2 separate regions of the Mus musculus genome follow, and region 2 is linked to region 1. A link is a contact called in public Hi-C data. All regions are on one chromosome and are shown on one strand. Each heading gives the region's core, a stretch centred on a gene start, on an enhancer-like site or on the middle of the called end of the contact. The rest is flanking DNA. Distances are from core to core; before and after follow the strand shown.

Region 1 (3,263 bases), core at 250-2,749:
AACACACATCCCAAAGAGCATTCTTGCCTAAACGGGCAGAGAAGTGGCAAGAGTAGTTTCAGTGAAACTAGATTAAGTTGGGACAGCCCGTGTGTTCTTCCAGAAGAGGTGGGGGAAATCTAGAGTTAGCAGACAAATGACACTAGGGAGAAGACAAGGGCAAGAGATGCTCCGTGGATGCAGGGTGTGAAGGCATCTGGCGTGAAGGCTTTGGTTGCGGTATCATCGACCTAGTGACGTGCTGGGTCTGTTAGGATCCAGAGTCTGAGAAAGAAACCGGGAGCTGAAGGGATGAACGGACAGGACTCAGCAGTGACATCTGATATGGTATGCTTTCTCTGCTCCATCAATACACAAACGCACACATACACGTACACACACCCGTGCATTCACAGGCACGGACACACACACACACACACACACACACACACACACACACACAGCACACAGCCGTTCCATGGCTGGAAATGATGTTGTCTTCCCAATGAACCACTTTCTGTATTCTATTTTCCTTTCTCCCCCGCCATGATTAGCAAAAGTTATGACCATAGAGTAGACTTTTAAAAGCATCCATGGTCTTTATCGTTCATCTTGTGCTTCTCACTCTACAGTGAAATCCAGGGTGGCGATTTTATGTAGTGGCTGCTACACAGAAGTTCATTATAGCTAACGAATCAATGTTTAAAACTGTGTAAAACACAAAACAAGACAAAGCAACCACTGGTCACCCCGAGCTTCAACTCTAAAACCTTTGTTAACTGCGACTTCCCCAACACTCCACAGTCTCTCGAGCCTTTCGCCATTTCACTGATGAAAACGATGATTTCTAGTGAGTACCGGACAAAAATCCACTTTATTCTAAGCATCTGCTTCTAAATGGAGACAGTTATGTCTTCACTGCCAGTGGACTTTCAAGTAGAGAGTTTGGGGGCTTTGCAATTCTTCATTTACAACAGAACCACTTACTGCTACGTAGGAATTTCTACCCTTGTTTCCCCGGTGGTAATTTTGTTTCCATAGGTTGCAAAATGCTTTAGCTAAGAAATGGGGGCTTATATTTTATTTTTTACGCATGTGCATGTGAGCTTGTGCACGCATGTTCGTGCACAGAGGCTACTGCCAAGAAAACTGAAGCCTACAGCTTAAGTATATACACAAAAGGTGCTGGCTAAACCACCAGGCATTCCAGATTTCCCTAAGAGGAAACGCTTCGATGCCAGAGGCTCCTGTGTGAATGCCGGGGCTGTGACTTACATGGAATTCCCCAGAACACAAAAATATGCTGTGGTTTAATTGGTGAATCTAGTGGATTTTTTTTTTCAGACTTCTTAGCTTTGGCAGTGAGTTGGAGACTGGCTTTGTTTCACAGGTATGAAAACAAGAAGTTAATAGTATCCAGGAGTGAAGAGATTAGAGCCTATTGCAAAGCCCTGGCTAGACGCAGGCAACCTGCTTCATTCAAATCCGTCTTTGTTATACAGCAAGTTCAGCAATGTTCCTGCCCGCTGCTTCTTAGATTCAGGAATCACACCATATTCTAGTAGTTAAACACATTATTCATCTCGACACTCAAAGGCACTCAGCAAGTTAAACAAATTTGAATTATAAAATAGTTTGTGTTGGATGGGTTTTTTTTTAATTTTTTCTTTCTTTTTTAAAAAATCATCTTAATATTACTGGATTTTTTGGGGGGTGGGATAGGTGGGGGTGGTGGTGAAAAAAAATCACCTTATTGTGGAAAATCCTTAAGCCTGTGTTTTATCCTCTGCTTCAGCCCCTTTCAGCTTTCTGCCACCTCGATTTGTGATTTCTCTGTGAATACATTACAACTCACTGAATAATAATCACTAAAAAAACATAAATGTGGGATTGAGGTTCATCTTAATTAGAGGTGAAAAAAAAATCTCTTTGTTAACAAGCTACCTAGATTTCTTCTTGCAAATGTACTTTTCCCTCCATATGTAGATGTGAATTATGCTAAATTCCTGCGGAGAACAAACATCACCCACAAGTTCCGAGCAACTGCCGCGTTCAGCAGGTTTTCAAGGGAACACCTTTCTTTGATCGTGTCTGCTAACCAGCTATATTTCTTAATCTTCCTAAGTGCCAAGGCCTAATCACTTTAACTCCTTTTCATCATTTGCTAAATCAGCACGCCTGCTTTTCTTGGGTAAACTGCTCCCTCTCGTGGTCAAGAACTGAGATGCAGCACTCATACAATAACTGCAAAAATTCCTTGGTTAACAGCTGAAGGGAGAGATCACTTCAAAGTAGGTGAACCAATTCAACATGGAAGTTTCACCTTTTAACAAAGGAAGCAATGTCAAAGACCAAAAAAAAAAAAAAGAAAGAAAGAAAGAAGGAAGGAATACCCATTTGGATCTAAAAACAAGCAAGATAATTACCTCCCTCCACTGCTGACGGCTTCGCCTCCTCTTTGATAAGTTACTAGAATATTATGAAAAAAAAGAGAGAGAGAGAAAGAGAACAATTAATAGACATGCTTATATAGCGGGAGCCATTAAATTCATGAACATCTTTCTAAATGCCATTCAATTTCCCTTCCTATCTAGAGGCTTTATAAAAAACCACTGCAAGATGTCACAGATTTTTGCTCTAGGAATGTTATAGAAGATGATTTTTAGAATAACCATACATCATTTTTAATTTCTCAGTGTCTCTCAATATGATTGCAAGGAGCAAAACTAAAAACTCCAGGACACTGTTACTAAATGGAACTAATTCTGATGTGCACCTGTAAGGATTTGTTCAGACTTTTTCACGAGATTAGATAGTTCTATGACTTCTGTATGTATAACTTTAAATTTTCAGGGAAAGAGACATGGCTAGATTGTCTTCCCAGACGAAAGCACAGACACATGCTCAAATAAACCCTCTTTGCACACACAAAGACTTAAGCCAAGTTGTGACAACTAACATGACCTGTTTTATACGTGGCTTACGATTTTATACGTGGCTTATGAAAACCCCTCGGGTATTGTGTTTCTATCAGACATTATATCTCCATCACACATGAATGAAAAAAAATCTTAATTTTCATTTTTTGCCAGAACAAAAAAACGAATTATAAATAGTTAGGCAAGGAGTTAAGAAGATTAGCTTTCCTGTAAATACAGACACATTTTTCTAAGAAGAAATGTGTTTTTAAAAGCTGCCAAGTTTCTGAGACTTAGAAAAACTCTAAACTGGAAGTCTGCTCGGGAGAGATAACTGTGTCCAGGGATCGCAGGAACTGGATTAAG
Region 2 (3,263 bases), core at 264-2,763, 1.0 Mb before region 1:
TAAAATCTCTAATCCATTTGCCACTTTTAAACAAAGAAAAAAAGCATTGGTTAAAACATCATAGTATGTTCCTTGTTCTAAGTTATAGCTGTCACCTACAGTGAGTTTCATAAGTTATTTCCAAATTTATCCTTGTTTGAAACAATTTCTTAAATTCCCATTGGACTGGAAATAAAGAATAGCTTTTTGACACATTATACTTTATCTGAGAAAGTCTGTCATTTCATAAATCTGTCTTGAGTGACTTACGGCAGTGCTCAGAAGTATGAAGAGCTATACTTCAAATGTGACAACTGCTATGAACTTGGGAAATTGAAAGTTAGATACATTTTCATTGGATTAGTAAAGAAAAGGCTCACAATGATGAGATTAGACTGCCACGACACTGCATTAGCTCTTACAATGGCTTTCAATATATTAAATATAGACATTCAAACTTTTAGAATAATGCTCAAAGGCACACAACAACTGAAATAATGAATTACATGCATCATTGAAAACTCATTATTATTCAAATGTGTTAATGGAGTCCAAAACAAGTATTTCACAACTTTGAGGATCTTAGAGATTGCATAAAGAGTATTCTAAAACAAATATCATACAGAGAGGAGAAAATTATGTTCTAATTCTAATACAAATAGGGGAATATATTTTCAAATAAACACATAGTCTAGAGAAAAGTGCCTGGATTCTTCTAATAAAGGATTTTAAGGGAAAGTAAGAATCAACTTCAAATTCAGACACACGTAAGACTTCAGAAAACAATCACTCTGTTATTCCAAATGAAGCTTCTTTGTGTTCTTCAGGGAAGCCCAATTTGGAATCATTGAGAACTTACGAGTGAGAATCTGTCCAAAGATGACTTAGGAGAGCCAATTGAGTTTTAAAGTGACAACAAGATTATTTCACCATGCAAATCACAATTGGAATTGTACGCATGCATTGCTGCATTTTGAGATTCTATATAAGTTTGATTAGATATGGGTTGTAGAAAGTATTTTGAATTTCATCAATTGCACACTTCTCACTAGAGAAAAAGATTTACCATATTACACTTAGTCATTTGGAATGTCGCCAATGCCTCAGAATGAGTCCTCTTATCTGTTATATTTGGGGTTAGCACAAAATCTAGATCAATGTTTCTTTGATAATGAATTCACCAAACCATTCTGCCTTATTTTTGACACTGTTCCTAAGGCAAGACTCATACGGAGAGCAAAAGTGCATCTGAGGGCAAAGCTGGCTATGAATAGTGAAGTATTTATTTGTTTACTTGGAAATGTCTTCTGACAATATGAAAATGATCTCAATAGGAAACCTACCTCCTTTCCTATAACCATCTGGTTTATTTTCCCATTAGAAGTCTTTCTCCAGCATAAAAATAAAAATGAACATCTATTTTGGAGATGGGCAACACATTTTTTTTCTTAGCAATAATTCAAAACACGATGAGCAATTTGGAAAAGAACTGTCAAATCTACCAGCTGCCTCGCCTGTGAAGTTGAGCTCTCTTCCGTTTTGTGTCTTATGTACCATATGCTAGCTGCTGATTGCCTCAGTTATAGTAGGAAAAGCTGAGTGGATCAGGTGAAACTTTTGGAAATCATGAATTACAAACACCCTATATAACTTCACAGAAATCTTTAATCATTTACCAATTTAGTCACACACACACACACACACACACACACACACACACACACACACATGCACACACACACAATGTTTTCAACATTTTGATAGAACGTGTTAATGCAACTATTTATAAGTAATTGAGAATTACATGTTATTGCACAAACACCCATATTAAATGATTTAATTTTAAAGAAACAGTGCTTGAGAAATGTCTCAGTAGTTCAGAGCACTTGCTGCTCTTGCAGCATACACATGGCGACTCATAACCATCTGTAATTACAATTCATGCTGATCCCACATCCATTTCTGGCATCCATGGTCACTGTACATACTCGAAGAAGTACCATACATGCAAAAAAACAACATACATACACACACACACACACACACACACACACACACAAAACTTTTGAAGAAGAATGAAAAAAGCCTCCATTTTAAACAAAAATCCTTATGGACTTATCCACACATTAGCTAGTTCTGCTTATATGTTAGAGTAAATTTTAATTATTGGATGACCAAATAATTTTTTCTTGAATTTAACAAACAATCAAAAGACCAAAAAAATTCTATTTGGAGATAATTACAACACATACATGATTTGGAGTCTAAGATGTCAAATATTTCCAATCCTTTCATGTTGCAGTCAAGCTTGGGATTTAGTATTTACACATCACTTAATATGCTAACTATTTCAATAACTTTTAAAATTAGGAATCTCATAGGTCTTACACTTCCACTTGAAATATCTCCTAAAGATGTCTTGAGTGTGTTTTGCAAGATCTATGTTTTGATTCTCAGCCTTCCGTCTCCCTCAGAAGAACTGTTACTCAGGTGACCTAAGGGGGTCATCTCTTACTTGCAAGTGCTATGTTTTCTGTACATAGCACTAAAAAGCTATGTGTTCCTATTGGCAGTGTTTTTTTTAAATTAACTATTACTGAAGCCCGCTTTTTTCACTTTTTAAAATATTGATAGCTTACATAAAAAGTATTGTTTATGTCTTACAAATTTCAATAGTGTTCATGAGAAACGTTATCTTTGCAGAGAGTAATTTAAGGAAGCAATGCAATCATGTATTACTTCTAACACTGAAATAACTTCAGCTGTGTAAGTCACACTATGTAAATTGCCAAACAAGAACAAATTGCTTTTGAAATTATGACATAACACCTTCATCCACAATTCTCAGAATGTGGGCGAGAGGTCCTTTTAAGCTTTTATAATGAAGGGGAGTTTACTGAACTATAAAGCTTATCATATAATTTTCCCACTTGTTTTATTATACTATAAGATTGTTCTTGTTCTTTTTTCCTGTGATTTTCATTTGTCAGCCTTCAGTGTTGATCATCTGGCGTCTAATGTTCCTGAGATATAATAAAATCCCTTAATTTGTAGTTTATTAACTTTTTATGAAAATCATTAATTCTCTAATATTTTTGTTCACTCCCTCAAATATACCAGTTATGCTGGCTTGTCCTTATCAACATCCCCTCTTTATCATTTTCTCCCCAACAGTAATAGAGGCATCAGTTATATAACACATTTTGATATATGTTTTAATAAGTGAAAACCTTTCTTTTTCAATTCCGATTACAAAGTACTTTTTATTACTTAAATGTGCTTGA

The links. A called contact is a pair of places that touch in the nucleus more often than the background predicts.
Region 2: a contact with region 1 is called in a Hi-C map of cortical neurons, with 6 times the contacts expected there. The contact joins two enhancer-like sites. A contact is called at or near these places in 1 of 39 promoter capture datasets (hippocampal neurons), 2 of 484 Hi-C or Micro-C datasets (the HPC-7 cell line and cortical neurons) and 1 of 9 other capture datasets (embryonic stem cells).

Annotation. Positions count from the first base shown.
Region 1 is chr16:72,994,302-72,997,564 of GRCm38.p6, reverse strand. Robo1 (roundabout guidance receptor 1) reads right to left here. Exons shown (of 29, transcript NM_019413.2): 19 at 2,406-2,448. Among named protein-coding and RNA genes, the nearest start is that of Gm52247, 36 kb to the right of the region's middle. Within about 2 kb of position 1,499, at least 15 of the 459 cell types and tissues checked have an H3K27ac peak or open chromatin away from gene starts, as enhancers often do. A contact at or near this core is called in cortical neurons, where this site is marked.
Region 2 is chr16:74,004,166-74,007,428 of GRCm38.p6, reverse strand. The region is part of intron 6 of Robo2 (roundabout guidance receptor 2); the gene reads left to right. Among named protein-coding and RNA genes, the nearest start is that of Gm22163, 53 kb to the left of the region's middle. Within about 2 kb of position 1,513, at least 6 of the 459 cell types and tissues checked have an H3K27ac peak or open chromatin away from gene starts, as enhancers often do. A contact at or near this core is called in cortical neurons, where this site is marked.